Linked DNA regions of Mus musculus: region 2 is linked to region 1. The links are chromatin contacts, called in public promoter capture Hi-C maps. All regions are on one chromosome and are shown on one strand. The core of a region is the stretch at or near the end of the contact, and the rest is flanking DNA. Distances in the headings are between cores, read along the strand shown. Region 1 holds the start of Neurog1 (neurogenin 1). Region 2 holds the start of Smad5 (SMAD family member 5).

Region 1 (4,791 bases), core at 1,405-3,904:
CTGCCTCATCACAAAGGGCAGCTCAATGTATGAAGTAGGAGGATGCTGTCCTACTATGGGGCAACTTGTGAGACCAGAAGAAGTGACAGGGCTTCCTGTAATCATCCCCATTCTGAAATGTAAAGGAAAAGTTACTCCTGCCCGGCTAGTGCTATTAGCCAATTGTCAGACTACTGACAAGCACTGCAGCCAGAAAAAAAAAAAAAAAAAAAAAAACGTCCCCACTGGGATTTCTCTAGGAACAAATGAAAGCCCCTGAGGACTAGCTGAGCAAAGCCCTTCTCTGTGGGACCCCCTCCCCCACACTTGGAGCTGCAGCGAGTAGAAACGCCCATGTGTGGAGGGCTATGCCACCCTAACCCGAAGTTTTAAGGCAGCTGTTGATCCCACGTGGGGACAATGCAGCCAACTCCTCACAGCTAGGAGGACCCCAGCCTTCATGGACAATACTTTAAAGGCGTTGTTTACAAATCAATTTCCTCTTCTAAATAGGGCAGCTCCAAGAGTAGACCCTTCTGATTGCCCAGACTAGGCCCACCTGTCCCTGGGGCTTCCTAGCCAGTGGCCACACTGTATTGATCTTTTTAATCCCCTCCCTTTGAAATACAGAGCCAGCTGATGTGGAGTTCCTCAAAAGACTCCAGGCCCCTACCTCTACAGGTAGCTGCGGATCGGGGCTAATTCCCCATTAGAAAGTCTTAATTGGCTTATGGGGTGCCTGAAAGTTCTCTCTTGTGTTTACAAGGCAGAAGGAATGGATGGCTCAAAGTGCCTTAATCTGTCTCCCTCGTTCTTGGCGATAGTCGGGTGCGCTTTATTTTTAAGTTGTTTTTGAAACAGGATTGGAGGTTTGGAGATGGTGGGATAATATTTCACTTTACAGGTGGAGCTGCCAAGGGGATGAGGGAAAGCCCCAGAGACACCGCTACTAGGCAAGGAAACGGGTGACTACTTTTTTTTCCCTTATTTTTTTTTATTTACACGAAGCATCTGCAGTACAAAAATGTAAACTTTGATAGCTCATAATAATAGAATAAATTCTTTATGTACAAAAATACATTTTCATATGAATGAAGCATCCTGAATAAATTAAAGTACCCTCCAGTCCAGTGCCTGAATAGCTATGCTAGCACTCAGGTTCTTCCTGGAGCAAGCCCACAGTGGCGGGGGTCGGGATCCATAATGCATGAAGCCCACTCCTTGTGGCTCCTTTTTAAGCCTTGCCATTGTATTGTCAGCCGGCTCAAACCGAATTTTCATGCTCGTTTTTCTTCATTAGAGTTCTACAAATTGTAAAATTGACTTTTCACCTCGTCTTCAGGGGCTCATCTGTCCCTTTTCCAAACCACACTGAAGTGGTGGCTGGGGTCAGTTCTGAGCCAGTCACAAAGAAGGTTTTGTGAAGTTCAGAAAGTGCAACAAAAACGAAAGGCCGTCTGGGGGCGGGCGGGGGGGGGGGGAGGCCGTGCTGGGGGTGGAGAAATAGACCGAGGGCAGCTTCAGCGAGGGTGCAGCAACCTAACAAGTGGTCAGGTATTCCCCCTCCCCCCTTTAAAGCTCCCAGAATTCACTTGGGGGTAAGTGTGGCCCCCGGAGGCTTCAGCCAGTTCCCCATCTATTATTGCTCTTAGACTGGGGGAGGAAGAAAGTATTGATGTTGCCTTACAAAGGCCTAGTGGTATGGGATGAAACAGGGCGTCGTGTGGAGCAGGTCTTTGGGCAGGCCAGGAAAGGAGAAAAGGGGATCGCCCGGGCCATAGGTGAAGTCTTCTGAAGCCGAGGGACTACTGGGGTCAGAGAGTGGTGATGCCACAGTGGCGCAGGGGGAGGCAGCGGCCCCGGAACCCCAGGACTCAGTGTCGCTGGCCGGGCTCGGGGGCCCGGGCAGACAGGGGACACACTGCGGAGGCAGGAGGCGCTCCCGGGCACTGCCCCCGGGGAGCCCTTGATCTGCCAGGCGCAGTGTCTCAGCCAGGGCCCAGATGTAGTTGTAGGCGAAGCGCAGCGTCTCAATCTTGGTGAGCTTGGTGTCGTCGGGGAACGAGGGCAGCACGCTGCGCAAGGCGTCCAGCGCAGCGTTGAGGTTGTGCATGCGGTTGCGCTCGCGATCGTTGGCTTTGACGCGACGACTCCTCCGCAGGGAGTGCAGCAGAGCCTCGGACCGCACCCGAGCGCGACCTCGCCGCCTCCGCCGTTCCTGCTCTTCGTCCTGGGCACCGGGAACATTCGATGCCCCGGAGAGGGCGGGAGCGCTCCTCCGGGCTGGCACGGACAGCCCCGAGGTGGAGGCTAGGGGCTGTAGCCTGGCACAGTCCTCCTCGTCGGTGAGGAAGCTGGACAGGTCGCTGCTGCTGTTGCTGCTGGAGCAGTCGAGATCAGAGATGCAGGTCTCCAAAGGGGCAGGCATCTTGCAGTGTGCAGGACCGACAGACGGACAGGAGGTTTGGAGGTCGGCCTTCGAAGCGCACTTACTGTCCGTACGACCCGGGGCTAGCCTGTGCCTGCTGCAGGCGCGAGGGCCGGGAAGATCGCAGGGGCTCAGGGAGTGAATGGGCTTGGCCCTCCTCGCCTCGCCTGCAGGGGCCACGCGCCGGGCTGGTCTCCTGAGTGATGTCGCCGGCGATCAGATCAGCTCCTGTGAGCACCAAGTGTGGCACACGACCGGCCTCAGGACCCCTTAAGTACGGCGCGCAACAATGGGCGCCCCCTCCCTGGCCACCTCCGCCCCCGAGGCGGCGCGGGTGAATGGCGAGAGGCGGCAGGTCAGCCCCGTGCGGCGCCTGCTATTTGCATAATTTATGCTCGCGGGAGGCCGCCCCCGCCCAGCCCCCCTCCTGGAGCGTGCCCGTAATTACCGCCGGCCAATCGGTGGCCCGGCCTGCTCCGGGAGCCGGATCAAGCGAGGGAGGCCGGGGCGTCTCTGGCCGGGAAACCCGGGCGAAGGCGGGGGCCGGGGGCGATTAGCGGCGGGCCGAGGCACACTCCTCCCAGGGGCGCGCGGGTGTCCCTCGCTGGGGTGGATGGGGAGGAGGAGCCCTGGCAGAAAGTGTGAGCTCTGTGGCGGGTGATGGAGAGCTGGGGCTGAGGCTGGAGGCTGGGTTCGCATCCCTTTGCCTGCTACTGAGTTCGCATCCCTTTGCCTGCTACTGATTGACTATTCGCATCTAAACAGACAGGACCAGTAAACAGTTACACGTCTTGAGGAGGGATAGATGTCCCTGCTCCGCCAAGGTTAATGAAGAAGACAGCAAGAGAAAGATCTAAAGATCCAATGAGTTCCCAGACTGAGCTGGGGCTTGACCCCACTCTGCCCCTGCCCGCGTACCCCTCCTCAAAGACTCACGAGGTAATATGGGGGTGTGCAGACCCCCTCTTCTCCTGAAATCTTGCTCTCTCCATTTCCAAGCATCCTCTTGTGCCGCACGTTTTGGAATGGTGCCAGCCTCAGGGGCTCACCCCAGTGCCAGCTGGCTAAGGGACTTAGCTTCTGGCCAGGAGAGAGATGTCCCACAGAAGGCAGCAAGCACACAGTGGAATTCCGTCCCCATCCCTTCTGCCAATTTGCCTATAAACTTGCCTAGTCCAGAGAAATGTCCTCATTCTGTGGGTCGAGTCATTTTCCTGTTTGCCGGACAGCAATAGAGGCTCAGGCAGCCTCTCAAATGCACCTGAGAGGAGTTATTTATTAAGGAGCAAACCTGGATCGTGGAGTCAGGTATTAAAAACAAAAGGAACACCCTAGAGGCGCCCCCCCCCCCTTTCCATGATATCTGAGTGGTGGCCTCAGGCCCAGTGCAATGCCTAGCCTGCTGTCTTCAAAGGGGCTCTGTCCAGGACACCTGCGCCTTGGTAGAGAAAGCACAGCCTCTTTGCCTATGCCTAGCTCTTGCCCCGTGGCTCCTTCCCTCTGTAGCAGCTCTTGGGCAGAAAGCTAGGACACAGTTACAGATTAGGGCTTGAGGAGGTTTGTAAAAAGTGGCAGGAAATGGCTGTAATCAGATTATGCAAGAAAAAGTAATTGTTGACAGATCCTTGGGCATCCCAGGAGCCCAAGGGCTGCTGGGAGTTGTGCAATGGTAGCTCTGCCTCTTTCTGTCCCTGTGACAGCTTCTGGTGGTCCCAGAATACCGGCACCAGTCTGACCTTGTGACAATTCCAGGCCCTGTATTTATTTCTTTGGGCTTCCTTAAAATTACCACACCACAGTGGGTGCATTAAATTTACAGAAGATCGCTCTTCTGAGGCTCAGAAGGCCAGAAGCTCAAAACCAAGATGCCAAGGGGCTTCATCCTTTTCAATTTCTTGTGGCTCCTGGATGTCCTGGCCACTAATTCATAACTGAAGCATCCCGCTCTGCCTCCTGCCTTCGTGGGTCCTACCCTGTTTTGACTCTGTGTCTTCTTCAGGAGAGCTGCATGACTGTGCACTACTGAATCCAAGATGGCTCTAGGCTCTCACTTTTATCGCATCCCCCAGAACTGTTGTTCTAGCTATGGTTACATTCTGAGGCCATGGGGGTCCAACCACTGAACCCGTGATGGCCCCATTTCTAAGTCGGGCCAGCACCCTTGGAATAGTATCCATGAGGATTTTAGCTACCCACCTCTTGCAGTACCAGAGCGTGAGAATTCACTCCCGGCTCTGACAATTAGACCAGGCAATTTAAAGTTCATTCCGTCAAACTGAACACTGACTCTGAGCTGGTGACATTTTAAAGGTCACTTGAATCATGGTGACAAGCTGGAAGAGCCATTCATTGGTCACTGGTAAAAGAGGTGGCCAGGAGGTGGT
Region 2 (5,071 bases), core at 1,654-4,153, 450 kb after region 1:
CCAAACCCTGGATTCTTCTAGCTCCACTGGATGTGTAGGTATATTAGGGAGGGTCTTCTGAGTTAAAGCAAAAATGTGGACTTAAAATATTTATTAATAATTTTCAACCAAAACCCACCTCGCCTCAATTATTTTATATTTAAAAATAAAACATAAGAGAAGATGATCTATGTGTTTTCCCAATTTTCCTGAAAATTGCTTACTTCTTGGGTCAGGAAAAATGTAAAGTGGGAGTGGGCCATGGATAAACCCTTTAGGCTAATTCTGTTTATCAAATGACTAACGTAATCAATATCGAAAGAGTTGGGGAGAAAAGGCCCAATTTCTTCTTAAAGGAAATGTAATCAAGTACAAAGGATTTGGAGGTTGAGGTTTCTTGCTCTTTCACGTCACCATGGGAGCTGTGTAGTTCTTAGCACAAGGAGGTCATTGTATACATTTAAGGCAGTTGTTCTCAGCCCGTGTGTCAGAATCCCATTGGGGGTTAAACAACCTTTTCACAGGGGATGCCTAAGACCAGCAGAAAACACAGACATTCATAGCAATAGCGAAATTCCAGTTATACAGTAGCGAGAAAAATAACTTTATGGTTGGGGGGTCACCACACATGAGGAACTATATTAAAGAGTCACAACATTAGGAAGGTTGAGAACCACTGATTGGGGTGTTTATATCATCTCTGGCATCTACCTGCTAGGTTCCCATGGCCATGCTGCCTGGGACAACAGAGAAAGTCTTCAAATTGCAAGGCAGGGGACTGTGTTTCCTGGCTGACAACTGCAGGGCTTAATGATCCAGAAATCTTGAAATTATGTATGTGTATATATAGATATATATACTTTATATCTATATTATTTATCATATTTCTCTATATAGTTATATATTTATATTATTTATATTACTTATGATATATATTTACAGATCTTGATTCCCACTGCATGCATCATGTATCATCTGGTCAGATCACACTGTGCCACATTTGTTCTTAGATTCAGTTGATTACCCTAAGCAAGACTTCTTTATGCCTCTGGCAAGCCTGACAGTAATCTTTGACAACTGTATACTGGGCCCTCTGAGTTCTACATCCTGTGAAGTTTAGGTTACTTCTCAATTCTCTGGAAGAGTCCTACTGGCTGCTAAAGCCCCCATGCTTCCTTTCTGTGTTATTATCTCTTGTAACTGAGGGCCTGGCCTGAATGTACAAAGCCACCCGAGAGCCTGGAGTCTCAAGTTAATTTGCCCAGTGTGCAGATACACAGTTGAGGAAGTGAAATACTTGCTTTTAGGATTATACCCACGGTTCGGGACAGGACCCCAGTACTCACGAAGTGTTCTTACAAATATGCACACAATTTGTGAAATGATTTTTAATAGTTTCTTGAAGTGAGGAACGGCGCTGATACACACAATATTAAGCAAAGTCGGCTGCAAACATCAGTTCCGAAAAAAGGGCATTCTTTCAGTAGGGTTATAGGTACGTCTGGGAGTTGTAAATCCATGCCAGGCTCCAGAAGCCATGCCTTCCAAGGGCCGGTAACAGCAAAGACTTAACAGCCAGGAATCAGTAAGCCAGGCAGTGTTGGCGCATACAGAGTCCTCCTGCGCAGAGTTTATGATGTAGTAAAGAAGTTTAAGATGGAGACCTGAGATTGCACACTGATGGCCTGTAGGCTATATTGGGACCATGGGCTTGTTTTGTTTGGCTTGTACCAGGGTGAGTCTTCTCAATGTCTAAAAAAGAGAAGGGGAGGGCAGGTCAGGGAGCCCAGGAAAGAGACAAAGAGGCAGCTGATCAGATAAATGTGTGATTTCCTTTTAGTATAGAAAAAGATGCATTTCCAACTTTCTTCGAAAAGCCAGAAGATCTGCCAATAATGGGCGGACACTGCCACATTTCTTCCTGCGGATGGTTGGCTGCAGTCACAGCTGCTGCCTTCCCTTGGTGCTCTCTCTCTAGTTCCCCAGCTCTGGCCGGATTCTCACCTATCACCCTTTGACATGGCTGCTTCCATAAACGCCTCCTCACGGCATTTATTTAATCTCTTCCAAATAGAAACAAGCCGTTGGAGTCTGGAGAAACATGGAAACCGCCGCATTTGTGTGTCAAGTGAGGTGACCCTGGTTCAGGCGGAGGAGGTGGTAATAAAAGTGAGGAGAAACTGTCAGAATTAGGGATCTACAGAATTGATATTGGAGGATGGGATTGACTGGGAAAGGTTAAAAATAGTTCCAATTTACTCAAAAAGAAAACCGGTGTGTGTGTGTGGGGGGGGGGGGGATCAGTTTTAAAGACCTTTAAAAATAAACACGAAACTATTTTAAAAAGCTTTCCCTTGCTGTCCAAGCTGACCGTTTGGAGGGGAAGAGAAGCCAGACAGCCGGATTAGTACAGAGCTACCCTGTAAGACAGCTCGAGCACCTCTAAGCCTCCACTTGCTGAAGCCTGAGAGCTCAAGGCGCTCCCGGCTTCCAGATGTGGGGCGGTGTCCCGTGAACAGCTGGGACTGTGTCCTGAGAAATGGCCACTCGTCCTCAGCTCCGGGTTCAGCACTATCTCCACCTGCAGAGGATTTTCCCCCTTTGGGAGCAATATTAAGGCTACATCTAGTAAGCTGTGTGGTATCTGATGCTCAGCCAGAGGTCTCTGTCTCTTAGGGTTTCTATTACAAATCAATGAAAACGGCGAAGTTGTAGCTGAAGATACTTTTTAACGCTTTAGATTGGCTAGAAAGGTCTCCAGCTCTCCAGAGCGAGGACGACCGTTTCGCTATAAGGCGGGTGAGCTTGGCTAACCCAAGTGCCACTTCCAGGCTCGCTGCGGACAGCAGAAGCCAGGCCTCGGCCACTCCCGACGCGCATGCGCCGGCCGCCGCGGCCCTCCGCCGCCGCCCCCCCTCCCCCTCATCATCCGGGTCCCCGGCGAGCGGGCGCCGAGCGCTTGTCCCGGGGCCGAGCTGCTAATAAAGTTGCGGCGCGTGCACAGCGCGGCGACGGCGTGAGGAGAGCGCGCCTGGGCGGCGGGGAGGTGAGTGAGGGGCCCCAGGGCGGGCGCTCGGGGCCCGGCGGAGGGACAAGCGCCGGCGGCAGCGGCCCGCGTGAGGCTGGAGGCCTAGAGGCTCCCCACGCGGGACCTGACGGCACGGGACGGGGCTCCGCGCAGCGCGGGAGGCCCCGGTGCTAAGGAGGCCCCGCGCGGCCGACGAGGCCGGCGCGGACGAGGCCGCTGCCACCTCGGCGCGCCACCGACGCCCGGGCCCGCGCGCGGAGCCGCGCAGGCGGCCTAGGCCGAGCGCGCGCCCCGCCGCTTTGTGTCTGGGAGATAAGGATCCGCGCTTATCGGTGGGAATTACACTCCGGCCAGCCGGCTGGCGGCGACCCGCCCCTGCGCCCGCCCGCCCGCCCGCCCGCCCGCTCGCCCGCCCGTCACTCTCCGGACGTCGCAGAGGCTCCCTCGCTGCGCTAAACTTTGTGTGAGGAAGCGAAGCAGCTTTTGTCTCTGCCCCGGTCCCGGTGGTTCCCTTGGGCATGCGTGCCCAAGTTCAGACTCCATCCCCTCCCCCTGCCCTTTCTCCTCTGCGCTTCTGGCTGCGCCGAGCCGGGAACCCTAAGCTCTGGGAACTTCCCCGGTGGCGGCCGTCTTAGGGTCAGAGCATGCTCAGTGGCCCGGACTTTTCGGTTGCAGAAGGAGCTGGCGGGGATGGTCGAGGTATTTGGAGGTGTGCCAGCGATCCGAAGCGTGTCTCTGTGTGTGTGTGTGTGTGTGTGTGTGTGTGTGTCCGGTTTGTGATGGCCCCGGCGAAAGGAGTCCCGGCCAACCTGGAAGGCAGGAACGGCCGAACACTGTAGGCTAGATCTTTATCTTGATCGTAAAAGACAGTGTTTCCTGAGCAGCTGGAGGGGGGTGGGGGGTGGGTATTTCTGGCTGCTGCTGCGTTTAGATGGGTGTGGTGCTAAGTATATCTTGTTTATCTTTCTGTGGAAAAAGTTTTGAAGTCTGGTGGAGTTGATCACATCATGCCTGTTGCCTAGCACTATCAAGTGTATGCCTACCTAGCAACGGACACTGGGCGATCAATGGAATTTGTTGGTTGCTTTGACAGAGGCTAAGCGAAAGGGTACATGTGATTTCTTTTCTTTCTGACAGGGTTTTGCTAGGCAGACCTTGAACTCTGGCCAATCCTCCTGCCTCAGCTTCCAAGTGCTGGGATTACAGGGGTGAGCCATCACCAACTCTGGCTGTGTGTTTCTTTTTTAAACAAAGAGTGCTTGGATTTTCTTAGTGTATGGGAGTTACCGTTAAAGTTGAAAACCCAGTAGGTTTAGAAACGCTTAGAGTAGTAGTTGAGGGTTTCTGCTAGATGCCAGCCCATAATGCCTGTTGTATGGAAACAGTTCCTCCATGGAGCAGGACGGTTTCACACTCAACTGCTCTATCAGAGCTTATGATCCAGATGAGGTTAGTAGCAGTAGTAACAAATCACATTATTCCTTTTACCCTTTTTGGTAACATTTTCCCCCTCTAAAATGAACCCCAGAAATTATAAAATTCCAAAACAACTTAGAAGAATTGGTCTATCAAAATCTAACCTATATAAGGTTTGTACATATTAAGCTTAGAGGAAAAATAGTTTTGTAGCCATGCATGGTGGCCCACACCTCTAATACCAGGCAGGTAGACAGGTGTGAGGTCCAGGCCATCTGGGGGACTGCATAGTGAGGCGAGTATGATTGCTAGGTGGTGACCTCCTTGGCACTCTCCTTCTTTAGTGTTTCCCCACTCAGTCCTTTAGATAACTGTTGTTACCACTTCAACTTCTGCAGTGTCTTTGTCACAAATGCCGTTCATCATTTTGTCACTTCCTGTAGGTGAATCTTTTCAACTGACTTTTCCTTCCTTCCTTCCTTCCTTCCTTCCTTCCTTCCTTCCTTCCTTCCTTCCTTCCTTCCCAGACAGGTGTTCTGGTGACCCAGACTGGGCCCAGACTTGCTATGTAGTCCAGAATGCCCTTGAACTCGTACCTCTGCCTCCAGATGCTAAGATTACAAGCCTGTGCCATCACATCTGGTTATT

What was found. Promoter capture Hi-C pulls out the DNA fragments that hold promoters and counts their contacts.
Region 2: a promoter capture Hi-C map of hippocampal neurons shows a contact between it and region 1, with 2.5 times the contacts expected there. The contact joins the promoter of Smad5 here to the promoter of Neurog1 in region 1. A contact is called at or near these places in 3 of 39 promoter capture datasets (hippocampal neurons, liver and stem cell-derived epiblast-like cells).

Annotation. Positions count from the first base shown.
Region 1 is chr13:56,249,526-56,254,316 of GRCm38.p6, forward strand. Neurog1 (neurogenin 1) reads right to left here and starts at 2,655. Exons shown (of 1, transcript NM_010896.3): 1 at 953-2,655. The coding sequence starts at 2,407. The coding sequence ends at 1,673.
Region 2 is chr13:56,700,107-56,705,177 of GRCm38.p6, forward strand. Smad5 (SMAD family member 5) reads left to right here and starts at 2,904. Exons shown (of 7, transcript NM_008541.3): 1 at 2,904-3,025.